Regions from separate parts of the Triticum aestivum genome. Here regions 1 and 3 are each linked to region 2. A link is a contact called in public Hi-C data. All regions are on one chromosome and are shown on one strand. Each heading gives the region's core, a stretch centred on a gene start, on an enhancer-like site or on the middle of the called end of the contact. The rest is flanking DNA. Distances are from core to core; before and after follow the strand shown.

What was found. A called contact is a pair of places that touch in the nucleus more often than the background predicts.
Region 1: a contact with region 2 is called in a Hi-C map of leaf, with 3 times the contacts expected there. The contact joins the promoter of LOC123045093 here to the promoter of LOC123045095 in region 2. A contact is called at or near these places in 2 of 5 Hi-C or Micro-C datasets (both in leaf).
Region 3: a Hi-C map of leaf shows a contact between it and region 2, with 4 times the contacts expected there. The contact joins the promoter of LOC123045096 here to the promoter of LOC123045095 in region 2. A contact is called at or near these places in 2 of 5 Hi-C or Micro-C datasets (both in leaf).

Annotation. Positions count from the first base shown.
Region 1 is chr2B:393,375,176-393,380,080 of IWGSC CS RefSeq v2.1, forward strand. LOC123045093 reads left to right here and starts at 2,239. Exons shown (of 3, transcript XM_044468027.1): 1 at 2,239-2,532; 2 at 2,627-2,667; 3 at 3,757-4,118. The coding sequence starts at 2,460. The coding sequence ends at 3,876.
Region 2 is chr2B:393,824,091-393,828,581 of IWGSC CS RefSeq v2.1, forward strand. It overlaps LOC123045095 (suppressor of RPS4-RLD 1), which reads left to right and starts at 1,821. Exons shown (of 23, transcript XM_044468029.1): 1 at 1,821-2,040; 2 at 2,157-2,266; 3 at 2,940-3,523; 4 at 3,587-3,631; 5 at 3,717-3,818; 6 at 3,892-3,972; 7 at 4,146-4,212; 8 at 4,394-4,491. The coding sequence starts at 1,925.
Region 3 is chr2B:394,198,305-394,202,763 of IWGSC CS RefSeq v2.1, forward strand. It overlaps LOC123045096 (glutamyl-tRNA(Gln) amidotransferase subunit B, chloroplastic/mitochondrial), which reads right to left and starts at 3,087. Exons shown (of 10, transcript XR_006421053.1): 1 at 2,932-3,087; 2 at 1,365-2,049; 3 at 230-439.

The DNA.
Region 1 (4,905 bases), core at 989-3,488, 450 kb before region 2:
AAATTTATCACTTCGGAAAAAGGCATGGACAACTTATAGAACCAACTTGCAAGACCGATAACTGAAAATGGAGAAGAACTCGGAAGGACCGATGAGAGTCCTCCACTTCAAGACGAGTTTAGGGACTACTATGGTGTCCTGGACTAGGGGGTGCTTTCCATGCTGGTCCCCGACCAGGTGGGTCTAGCGGGTCCCGATCGTCGGGCCAAGCAAAGCCAAGATGGAAGGTTCCGAAGACTTGGCACATACTCCAAGACTTAGATGTTGTCTTCGTCGTGATTACCCCTAGATGTAACCGACCTATGTGTAAACCCTAGGTACCCCTGATATCTATATAAGCCGAGGGGTGGGGGTCGTAGACGACAATTCTCATACACAAACAATCTCACGGTAGATCAGCGTGTAATTGCTTGCACTCCCTCCAAACCAATACAATCAAAGCATGACGTAGGGTATTGTCTCTTCGGGAGAGCCCGGACATGGGTCAATCGTGTGTCTATGTTAGCATCATACGAAGGCTACCAGCTCGGGACTCCCTACCCAAGGTGTGCTAGATTTGACTCCAACAGTTGTGGAGAAAGCCCCAACCTTGTTTGTAAAGGTTCCGGTTGCCACCTCCAAGGGCGCTACTAGTGGATTTGCGACACCTTGCATTGTGCGAGGGCGTAAAGATAATAGGGTGAGTCTATGGGACGCTTGGGGAGCATTGTGCCTCCACACCCCACCAATGGAGACGTACCTCCCCCAAAGGCGAAAACTTTGAAAACACATCGTCTTCTTCTTCTCCACTTGCGGTTATCTCGCTCCTTGTTGCTAGCTTCTACCTTGTATTTAACTCTTGTCAGCTTGTGTTGCTCATTCCGCTTATCATATAGATTGTCCACTTAGTTGAATATCTAGATGACCTATCATTTTGTTTAGCCTAAAATTTGCAAAAGAGATTAAAATTGTTAGTCACCTATTCAACTCCCACCCCTTCTAGTCGACCATACCTATCCTTTCACAAGGCACGTCGTCTATTGGCCGAGCACTCGACAGAAAAAGGAGCAATACAAAAAGACTTCAGAACGACCGAGGAAGCAAACACTTAGGCCGTTATGACACAGATTAAAGTAAAGGCCTTAACATCCCCTAAGGTCGGTGAAGCTGGACTTGAGTAAATTTTTTAGAACGATCAAATCAAACAAAGAAAAAACATCTTTATTCAACACATTTATAATGCCTAACCGAGCTAAACAAATTATTTTAAAAAAATTAAGCATGAAAGTTACTTAGATGCTTTATGCTCTTGGTGTTAGTGACGTTGTCCAGCCTTGAGACAACACGAGATCCCAGCCCCCAAGTTGGCATCGATGTGGCGGAGTGAGGAGGTCGCCTCGACGAAGCGACGACACAACACGGTTGACGCTGCGAGTTGAAGCTTCCGGTCCAGCTGACATGATGAAGCAGGTCGTCGGGGTGAAGTTGGAGCTCCCAAAGTAGGTCGATGAAGTGACGACACAGCACGGTTGACGTTGCGAGTTGAAGCCTCCGGTCCAGCTGACATGACGAAGCGGGTCGGCAGGGTGACGTTGGAGCCCCTAGAGTAGGTTGATGAAGTGTCGACACAACACAGTTGATGTTGCGAGTTGAAACCTTTGGTCCAGCTGACATGACGAAGCAGGTCAGCGGGGCGACGTTGGAGCCCCCCCAGAGTAGGTCGATGAAGTGATGACGTCTAAGCCCTTGACTCCTTGAGCCAGCCGACGTGGCGGGGGCAAATCGATGAGGTGACGCCAGGGCCCTCACGTCAAGCGACGTGATGGAGCAGGTTGGGATGGTGGACGTCGGCATGATATGATGTGACGACGCAGGTCGGAACATGACGGGATCGATGTTGGCTTGTTGAAGTGATGGCACGACGATGTCGGCGCGCCCGACCTGTGCAATCCGTGGGGCGGCGATGTGGTCTCCTCCCCTCCCCCCTCATGCCCCCAGCGCTCCGAGGACGACGCAACCTGCTCATCTCTGCCACACCACACCATGATATTGGTCCCGGTGGAGCTGTGAGATTTTTGTCAGAAATCAACGGGCCAGGAGACGTTTGTTTCCAGTTCTAAAAATCCGACGTCAGATTTTTATTGATTCGTTAAAGCATTTTGAATTTTATTTCTAGACCCAGTTTTCTTACAGCTATTTCTAGACCCGGTTCATAGCACCACTTTCACAGATGGTTCTAGACCTCGGAACGAGCAGCTAACGGACTGTCCAGATACGCCCTCCTTCAGCGGGGGTCCACACGGACACTGGCACGCGCAAGTTGCCCGCGATTGATTGACGCCAACGTCGGCTTCCGCCTCCACCTCCCACCTCCACGTCTATTAAACGCAGCCGCCTCCTGCTTCTCGCCTTCCCCACCAAATTTCCGCCGAAGCAGAAAAAGCATCGTCTCGTCTCGTCTCGTCGAGGAATCAACAGCCATGGGCGGCGGCAACGCGCAGAAGTCCAAGATGGCGAGGGAGAGGAACCTCGAGAAGCTGAAGGGCGGCAAGGGTAACGGAGCTAATTCCCCCTTCTCTTGGTCGTCAGATCTTGTTGGTCTTCCTGATCTGATCCTGTTGGTGTTTTCTCTTCTGATCCTTCGCAGGGAGCCAGCTCGAGGCCAACAAGAAGGCCATGAACATCCAGGTGCGCTGATTAATCCCGCCTATCCAATCGATCGAATCGATCTAACCCTCTCTAGCGATTGGGGATTTTTTTTTCCGCAGACGAAACTGTTATCTGTGGAATTTGTTGAAATTACGCCTTTAACTGGGACGGGATGCGTGCCTCTTCAGTTGCAACGACGATTGGTAGCCTATTTCTCGATAGGACTCTGGGTGGATGGTTTTTTCTTTTTTGTGCGGCGATTATCGGTAGGATTTTGAGCTTTTTTTTGTCAATTACGCCTAGAGAAACGAAGGGAATCATATACTTTTGGCTGCCAGGACTATAGCTAGCGTATCGACATACTAGCATGCTAGATTACAAGTTAATTGTACCAAAATTGCCCTTCGGGCATAGATCTGGGGGGTATTCTCATCGCATATCGTGCGAATTACAAGTTACTACTAGTTGTTTGTCTGCCTGAGTTCTGCCAAGCAAAGTTGCAACCTTCACAGTGTGTGTCGCTGTTTGATAAGTAAGAGACACTTGTAGTTCAATGAGATATAATCTGACAGCTTTAAGAGTGTGGCATGTCCTAACCAGCTTTGGTCTGCTACCAAGCAATGCTATGCTTGTGTCTGAAACTAGTTCTGGATGGTACCAGTTAATCATTAGGATCCACGGGGGAGGGCGGTAGCTGGAAGACTCTTGTTAAGTTAGTGTATAATTCCAGTGGATGTGCCCGTTGTTTGCTTACCAACTTGATGGACTGAGCTTGCGATGCCAAATAGCTACATTTACTACACAGGTGAAAAATTCTAGTCTCTTGGAACCCAACTGCTCACACCTTGAATTAGTAACAAAGTGATGTGGCTCTTGATATAATGAAAATTGTTCATTGCAGTGTATAATTAGTCTTGACAAAACAATCTTGGCAGTCATGTTGCCTACGAGTTCATCAAATTTCTTGTCTGCCAATGGATATGCACCATATTGGATAGCTGAAATGGTTCTGTGGCTTTGTCTTGCACATCATACCGGTCTAGTGAATACGTTATAAGTTTAGATAACTTAGAAACATTATTTGGTAAATTGCCCGATCATCTGATCAATGCTTTCTTCCCAATGCAGTGCAAGATATGCATGCAGACTTTCATCTGCACCACCTCTGAAGCAAAGTGCAAGGAGCATGCCGAGGCAAAGCATCCGAAGAGCGAGCTCGTCCAGTGCTTCCCTCACCTCAAGCAGTGATATCTGCCCAATCAGACAGAGAGAGAGATAAAAGAGAGAGAGAGAGAGAAGCTGTCATAATCCACCTACTATTATCATGTTCCGCAATGACTGATTGTTGACCTAAGCTTGGGGTCTGAACTCGGTGTGCTGCTGTCCCGGCTGCTTTGGTTGTGTGCCCATCTACTATGTAATCGTCCTCTATCAGCCTGTTGTGCTACATTATCTTAATCCTCTGTGGATTTGCTCCTCGTGCTTAGTCAGTATGCTGTCGCAAAATTCATCTTTTTTACATGTTTCTCGCTTCCAATGGCACCGATGCTAGCTTGGTCAGAGCACGGTTTACAGCCAAGCAGCATCAAACATGAGCAGTTTTTTTTTTTTGAAAGCAAACACAGATTTCTATTACGATTACTCGCTGACCATATCACCAGCACAGCGTCTAGTACAGGTTGCGGAAAGTGGTCAAGCCGAGTCTCATAGCAGCCACTCTTCATATAGACTCCACTCGCAGCTAACATGTGCTGCTTTATTGCAACCACGGCTACAATGATTCACACTTACAACATTCAGACCTACATACATCTTAAACTTCACATCTGTAAACAAAGTGCCTAAAGCTGAAAGATCATAGTTGTTACTTGTTATTGCTTCCTTCAGCGTTGTGAAATCTGTTTCAAATGTCACTTGTTGGCAGCCCAAATGAGTAGCAGTAATAGTTGCTTGCTGAAGGGCCAAAGCTTCAGCATGCAATGGACTGGAGACATGATTCAGATTTCCAGCACCTGCCGCCAGGAGCGTTCCTTGGTCATTCCTGATGGTGAAACCCAACCTCCTGAGTGTGTTTCTCAAGTAAAGGATCCATCTGTGTTTATCTTGAGAATTCCCTTAGGAGGTGGCTTCCACTTATGTTTTGCTTGCTTGCTCATCTCTTCCTTCTTTGTCTTGTCCATGCAAGTCAATTGAAGATGATACTTCCCGTATACTTGTGGGTTCATCCTTATTAGCGTTGTTTCTTCTCATAAATACTAACTTTAGTCTGATGTGTTC
Region 2 (4,491 bases), core at 571-3,070:
GCGAGAGATGGGCGGTGCATCGGAATCGACGCGAGAAATGGATAAATGTCTCGGGCATTGGGGGGCTACTCTTGTCTCTCTCCCCGGTGGAGACAGAAATGAAGATGCTTGCTGAGCGACTTTCCAGTCAGATGGTGTGGCAACACCCCTGCGTTGTGATTCGTGCTTGTAGATCAGACGTGAGGCACATCATTCGCTCGAAATTGACACAAATCCGATGTCTGATTTATAGTATTTTTTTTAAAAATGCAGGAGGTAACTTACGTATATGGTAGACATGGACCAATAATCACTCACGATTGGAATTGCACGAGGTGAGATCGATAGCCCCGCGAGGCGAACCCTACCCTCCCGCGCCGCTACCCGCGAGGCGACTGGGGAGGGCATCCAGATCCCCCCCGCTGCGAGCCTCCCCTCCTCCTCCCTCCTTCCTCGCCGCCGGCAGGGGTGCGACCGGGCGAAGCCTGACCAGCGGTGGCGTCGGGGCTCGATCTCCCTCCGGTGCGATGGGGCGGCGTCGACCTCCTGGTTGGGTGCAGGCGCGGTGCTGGTGCAGGGCGTTGCGGTGTGGCGGCGTGCGATTTCCTGACGGGCGCGACGCTGCATGGATGGCCGCAGGCGGTGGAGTGCGCCTCGCGACGGCCAGATCTGGCTGGCAGGCGGCGCGTGCCGCGGCTAGGGCCTAGCTTCGGGCTTCCGGCGGCTGCGGTAGGGTCTTCCCATCGCGGGCGCGCGACGGTTCTCCTTGGGCAACGACGGTTCCGGTGATGGCGCAATCCCTCGGGTGGCGCAAATCCGGGTGGTGAGGAGGCGGTGGCGTGGTCACTTGATGGTGGGCTAGCACGGCGGCCGGCGCGACACCCTCCCGGCCCAGATTTGGTCCCTTTGGGGCCCCATATGGGTCTGGGCGAGCTTGGCTCGGCTCCGCCTACGACGGCTCTGGCGTACCGAGGTGCGGCTCGTGCGGGGGGTTGCGGAGACGGCGGCGCGCCCACTGCAGTGCGGCGACGGGAGCTTCACGAGCCATTTCAAGCTCGGTCGGACCCATGTGTCTGGTTTGCTCGTCTTGCTGCGTCCGGTCGGTGACAGCCGATGGCGGTGGAGGTTGTCCCCTCCCGCGTGGCTACTGACGTTGCTGCTCCTCGTTCCCGTCCGCTCCCTCTCGGACCCGTTGGTCCCGCTTCGGACTCCATGGTGAGACGACGGTGGTGACTTCAAGACTGTGGTAGCGCATGGTGGTTGGCAGCAAGTGTGATGGAGCGCGATGGATCGGTCGGGGTGGTTGGTGTGTGGCGACCGGGAGAAATCCCTATCGGCTTGGCCGGCACCGCAACGACGCCGGTGGGCGCCATTGTTCCTTCCCGAAGGGCGTCGGGTATCCACCTCACCCATGCCCCTCTGTGTACCGGGGGAAACCCTAGGACCAGTCCATGCAGCAGGGTCGTCATCGCCGCGTTCCTTTCTGAAGGTGTTGCTTGGTATGCGGTGGTATGAAGTGCTAGAAGTGTGGTGGAAATCTCCGAAGGGCGCAGCGGCTATGGATCATCATCGTTTTCGTCGATCCGACTTCTTTGTTATTAATTTTTGTTTCTTTCTTTTTTATTTCTTTTGGGCGTCTTTGTGCTGTCTGTCCCAGCAATGGATTCTCAAATGTATCGGGTCGTTGCTATATCTATATAGCGGCGCGAAAGCCTATTTCGAGCGGGAGAAAATCAAAGCGAAATAAAAGAAGATCCGAAGCAAAGCAAAATTCAGCAGTAACAACCCTAACAGAAAATCCGAAAAAGAGAGGGGTCCACGCGCTAAAGTCGCGCAGAACTCAGAGCAAGTGAGGTGGCCCCCCTCAATTCTCAAATCCTCGCCTCCACCTCTCATCCGCTCGTTCCCCCACCCTGACCACCTCCGGCGACCGATCACCGCCGCCATGGGCTCCGACCGCGGGGAGCTCGCGCGCCTCTGCAGCGGCCGCAACTGGTCCAAGGCCATACGCCTCCTCGACTCCATCCTCGCCCGCTCCCCCTCCTCCATCCACGACCTCTGGTACACTACTGCTTCCTCACCTCCCCGATCCGCCCCCACGGGGTCTCTGATCTAGCAGTCCAGGGTTACGGGTTATGACTCGGCGATCCTGAATTTGTCTTTCTCCCCCCTCGCAGCAACCGGGCCTTCTGCTACTTCCAGCTCGAGCTCCACAAGCACGTCGTCAAGGACTGCGACCGCGCGCTGCAGCTCGACCCCGCGCTTCTCCAGGCCTATGTCCTCAAAGGTAGGGACCCTCGCTGCCCCCTATGCATCCTCTCGTTCCTCCCAGTACAGTCGTGGATTTGCCTTGCCTGATCTATCCTTGGGGATCAACTGCCACTGCTAGATGTATTTGGGTGTTGATAGCCCATCAGGTTTTGTTAGCGCAACCTGAATGCCTAGGACTCACTGTTTCCTATGTAATTTCATGATGCCCCATGAACCGAAGAGTATGGTAGCTTTATGAGCGTGTATCCATCCCGTGTCTCTGTTTTGCTGTAAGTCGAAGCTTCTAGTTACGATCTCAGAAAATAAACTGTTGCTCATAGGAAAAGGACCTAAGTGTATTCCAACACTTGTCAAACAACAGTAGAGGCGCGGATGCCATTAATGCACAGCTGATTCAAGCATGGTGTAGTTACAAAATTTATGTGATGTGAGCCTTGTGTTACATATGCTACTTTCTCTTTCTGCAATTTACTTTCCTTTTCATCCCCGCGCCTCCCCTCTTTGTACCTCTTCCCATGCCACCGTCCAAGCCTCCGAGTCCGAGGTACACCAATGATCAAAAGAACACCTGATCTTTCTTTTCCAGTGAAGCTTCCGAAGATATCATCTCTATTTCTTTTACATATGGATACCGTTGTTTTGAAGCAAATTTCACCATTAGCTTTTACATCATTATCATTTTTAATCAGGCAAGGCACTGTGCGCATTGGGGAAAAATGAGGAAGCTTTGGTTGCTTGGGAGCAAGGACATGAGATCGCTGTCCGTGACACAATTGACCTGAAACAGTTGCTGGAATTGGAAGAATTAGTTTCTTCTGTTAAAATTTATGAGACGGTTGAGTGTGAAGACGTTGTGGATGCATCACCATGTGATACCAAAGTTGTTATCTCAGAAGATCGTTTTATCAACACGTCATTCACTGCAGCTACAACTGATACAAAAACTGTTGTTTGTGAAGAGAACACTGCAAATTCCAAATCTTCATCAAATAGTGATGCACTGTTACCGAACAACAGTAAAGACCATAAAGATTCTGTCAGTCCAGCAAAAGACACCACAGTGACACATCAAACTCCCAAGAAACAGCCAAAGACAGATAAGAAAAACAAAGCAAAAGTTAAAAAAGAAACAAATGGCCAGGCTGAAGATGTGGAGGAGAGAAGAAGTTCCGATGAAACCATAACACTAGATCAAGCACTGTTTGCTACAAAAGTGTCAAAATCATCCAAATCAATAAGTTTGGATTTTCGACTTTCGCGAGGCATTGCTCAGGTATTTTAGATGGACTTGCGTTATTCATATTTTGACCATTATCACTGAGCTACATCTTTTCAGGTAAACGAAGGAAGGTACGACCAAGCAATATCCATTTTTGATCAGGTGTTGTTTTGGTCTATTATTAGTTTTTCTTGCTTATTCTCTCTAATCAGAAAAGGAACTTGACAATCTGCATTTACATTTGCAGATACTGCGGGAAACTCCAACTTATCCAGAGGCACTAATTGGGAGAGGTACAGCATACGCATTTCAAAGAGAACTGGACTCTGCTATTTCTGACTTCACCAAGGTAGAACTTTTAAATTCAAAACTTCCCCTTTACTTCCGTGTGAAATGACCTTACGATCTTACTCTAATGGCAGGCTATACAATCAAATCCATCAGCTGGGGAGGCGTGGAAGCGGCGGGGACAAGCTCGCGCTGCTTTAGGAGAGTTTGTCGAGGCAAGCTTGCTATATTTGTGTAAACTTCAAAACTAATAATGGTCAAGTCGATAAAGACAGATTATATTTCAGAAAACTCTGATATTGTATGGTAGTAGTCGCATTGTAAGAGCAATACATTAACAAACATGAAGCTATATTCTATTTTATATTGTTATTCTTTTTCTTTTCAGGCTATTGACGACTTGACTAAAGCATTGGAATTTGAACCAAATTCTCCTGATATTTTACACGAAAGGGGTACCTACAGCCAAATCTCATCTTGCCTAATGTCATTTCTCATATATCTTTTGATGAAAACGAAAGGGCAGTAGGACTCCATGATCAATTCGTGCTGCCTTGCATTTTAGTAGTAAAGTGTTATAGGTAGGTTGTTAGAGCACACTCTTGTATTCTGATACCACATGCTGGCTCATGGTAGGAATTGTAAACTTCAAATTCAAGGACTATAATTCCGCAGTCGAAGATCTCTCAACATGTGTGAAGCGTGACAAGAAAAACAGTTCTGCACACACTTAC
Region 3 (4,459 bases), core at 1,837-4,336, 380 kb after region 2:
TGTCAGTTTTATATGATGTACTGAAAATATCTGAGAAAATCATAAAGGGATTTTATTGTTTAAACTGATAACTTTGCAAGAAATCTAGGCTTTAATGGCCTACCATGTGCTCCGGACATAAGTGTATTGAAGAATCATCAGATCATAACACTGATGCAAACATTGTCGGCATGGAATATATTAATACAGAATAAAAACAGTTGAGGAAGTCTAAAGTTTTGATGGTTACCTTTGTACCGAATTCTGATTGTCCAATGGGCCGGACAGATACATTGACATCACAGCGGAGGGAACCTTCCTGCATGTTGCCATTGCCCACACCCAGGTATCTAACAACCCTTTGTATCTCAGCACCATACTCAGCAGCCTCTATGCCTGTCCTCATATCTGGCTCTGAGACAATCTCTAGCAAAGGGACGCCGGCTCTATTTAGGTCAACCTAGCCAGCCAGAATAGCAACCACTTTAATGACTTCAAAGTTGTAGCTACCAGTACAATGAGCCAGTACATGATTATTTGATGCTGAATTTGCTCTATTTTATTACTTCTTCTCTCTATCTACTCCCTCCGTCCGGAAATACTTGTCAGAGGAATGGATGTATCTAGACGTATTTTAGTTCTAGATACATCCATTTTTATGCATTTCTCTGACAAGTATTTCCGGACGGAGGGAGTATGATTTTCTGTCAAGATTGGAGGAGCTAGTGCACAAGCACATTGTCTAGCGATGCTTTCACATAACCACACATGTAATGACACCTTTTTACAGATTTCCCAAACCTCGTGTTCTTGTATCAGATTTGAGAAGGCCTCTTTGCTTCTATGAAAGGCAAAGATCTAAACACAATGATCTGACATCAAGTGCAATTAAGCTGCTCTTGCCCCATGATGTGTAGGATTTGAATTATGTTTGATATGAGATTGGTCCTTACCTTCTGTATGACAGAAAGTACAGTTTCCTCTTATTATATGCCCCCTCTAGCATCAAATGTACAAGAAACACAATTCCCTGTATTACTTGATCTTCTTAGTTATAGTCCAATGTGTCAGAGAGTTCGTCTCTTAAGTAAATTCCACGACTCCCCATCTTTAGCTTTTGTGAATGCATCGGTTTAGAAATGTACTGTTGCGCTGTGGTGAATGTCAACTTTTCCATGATTCCAGGGCCATATCACAGAGCATGGCAGAATAGAATGAGAATAAAATATAACAGAAAACAGGTACTCCCTCCGTCCGTAAATACTTGTCGGAGAAATGGATGTATCTAGACGTATTTTAGTTTTAGATACATCCATTTTTATGCATTTCTCCGACGAGTATTTCCGGACGGAGGGAGTACTTAGTTAGGAAATAACAAGGAAAACCTGAGAAAAACTCCCAGATTCAGAGTGAAGCAGCTTGCCAGCATCTTCTTCCATATGAACCCGCGTGACCCCAAATCGCCTGTGACCACCACCAAACTCCATTGGAATATCCAAATCAAGGTAACCCTTCTCAGCAATCGGAATGTCAAACTGCGAAATCTGGTATCCCTTGGGCAGATCTGGGTAGAAGTACTGCTTTCTGTCAAACTTGGATGTCATGGAAATCTCACAGTTGAGAGCGAGGCCTAGCTTGACAGCACATTCAACAACCTTTGCGTTCAGAACCGGCAATGTCCCGGGGTGGCCCATGCAGGTGGGGCAAACGGTGCTGTTTGGCTGGGAGCCATAGTCGTATGGGCAGGAGCAAAATGCCTTTGTGATGGTTGAGAGCTGAACATGGGTCTCAATGCCGATCACCGCTTCAAAACCGTGTGTCTTCTGCTCCACTGCCTCCTTGGTAGCCTGTTGAATTGATTTGTGCACTGATTTGGGCTCACTAGTCTGCACACTCTCCACCCTAGCTGTGAAGTGGGCTAGCGGAGGACGTCGAGTGGTACAGAACAGCCCTGCATTTGCTCCAGATAAGGTTTGTGTTCTGATCCCTCGTAAGAGCGTTAGAGCCATTGTGGCCAATGTGCCTCTCGTCTACTGCAATTCACAATCTACTGGATGGGCAACAAACAGCCTGCAATAGGAAGAGAACAAAAAACTTGAATACAGACAGATTTCAGGATAACATGAAAAACCAATTTACAATTTAGCAGGCATTGTTTTCACTGAGTTTAGGTGGCTACACAAATGATAAATCGGTCCAATCCTCTCACGGCAATTCTCACCAAAGATGAATCAAGCCATGCTTGCTGTCCAGATGACCCAGAAAAATCAATCCTACTGTTTCCCAGTACCAGACTTGATTGCTGGTAACTCTGAAATTAATCTATGAGCCTTTTACCAAAGACAAAACCACCATGAAGTCAGAAATACTTAACCTAGTACGAATGCGGTATCGTCGGAATATTTGCTGAGTAGTACTCCCCCTGTTCCTAAATATAAGTCTTTCAGATATTTCAATACGGACTACTCCCTCCGTTCCCAAATATAAGTCTTTTTAGAGATCCCAACAAGTGACTACATACGAAGCAAAATGAGTGAATCTACACTCTAAAATATGTCTACATACATCCGTATGTTGTAGTCCATTTGAAATGTCTAAAAAGGCTTATATTTAGAAACGGAGGAAGTACATACAAAGCAAAATGAGTGAATCTACACTCTAAAATATGTTTATATACATCCGTATGTAGTTGTTATTGAAATATCTAAATATAAGTCTTTTTAGATATTCCACTACGGACAACATATGGATGTATATAGACATGTTTTAGAGTGTAGATTCACTCATTTTACTCCGTATGTAGTCCGTAGTGGAATCTCTAAAAAAGACTTATATTTAGGAACCGAGGTAGTAGAAAACTACGCCAGTAACCGATGAGATATTACAAAGTTGGCATACGAGCGAGTCCATTGCTAGGGAAGGGGGAAGGGGGAGCGGGGAGGGGAGCTGTACCTCGGCAGCAGCGACAGCGGGGAGGCCCGCCGGTAGACAGAGATAGACGGCGGGGAGGTGCAGAGCAAGGCGCGCCAGCGGAAGGGAGAAAGGAGAGGCAGTGGAGAGGGCTTGTTTAGGATGATTTTTCTTTCCAGACTAATCATCAATCACCACCAGGGGGCGAGCTGGGCCCCGAGAAAGGAAAACAGACTGATGGCCCCAGACTTCAACCCACCCATTCATTTCTCTCTCCCTGCAGGCCCAGCCCAGCCAAACTCAGCCCAGTGAGAGAGAAGCTGAGGCCATTAATCCCTGTCTGCATTGTCTCAAAAAAAAAATCCCTGTCTGCCTTGCTCTAGGCTCTAACTGGCAAAGACTTTTTTTTAGCTCAAAAAAAAAAAAAACTGGCAAAGACTTGAAATATACTTGACACGACAGTGCAAGTATACATGGCAAAGGAACTGGAGACGTCGGGAGCTCAACTGAACTCTGCCATATCAACTTATTCACATTGATGTTCACATTTAAAACATTTTTCTGCACAGTATTATGCTCTGCAGACTTTTGAAACGGTTAGGGAACAATATTGTACTTTTTCTCAGCTACGGGACCTGCCTGCGATGCGACCATGCGATGGAGGACCGCAACCGTCTGTTCTTCACCTGCCCAGCGGCTCCGGGATTCGCCCTCGGTTCAACCCTACCGCCGAGTTCTTCAACACACCGATCCATGCCATGTTGCCATCGTCAAGCAACGCTTGTATTACTTAACGGTGCTGGGGTAGATCACCCAAAGCACAAGTGGCCACATAGGATGCTAGGAACAAGAAAGTCTTCCAAAATCTAGAGATTTATGCTGATAGCACTGTTAAAGCTATCCTTGATGATCATGTTGTATGGGCTCACCCTCTCAAGACGGAGACACCGATGGAACGCGCCGGTCTGTGGCGTGATTTCCTCTCTTCGCGCAATACGTGACCTCTGTAAACTCTAAACCGTTTTGAAATATGTTCAGGTGGGGAGTCCCCCACCCCCGCAGGTGACCATTTCAAAAAAAACATGAATACATCGGGATGGACAATTAAAACGATTAGGGAATCATCAGATCTCCCAAGCTTCAATCAGATATAGTCCATTATCCTCTTCTTATATTTGAAAGCATAGCTCAATCCAACAAATAGATCAACTTCAGGGAGGGTCACCCCACACAGACCAATAAATGCAAATAAGTTACTTCCTCTGTTCACTTTTATAAGACGTTGTAGACATTTCAGACAGTGCCCAAAACAGTTCAATCTCAGCTGTCTGAAACGTCTTATAAAAAAGAACGGAGGGAGTATTTCCCTATATCTATCTAAATAAAGGCTTGATACTACAAAACCTTTGCTAGCTAATTTTCTCCAAGTGAATTCGACCAGACCATGGCTTGAGCTCCTGAGAAAATAACATGACCCCCAAAACGAAACACTTCTGATTGCTCGGACTTAAGCTTAATCTTTCCACCAGTTCCTTTTGTACTTGATCTTAAAAACTAAATCTAGACTATC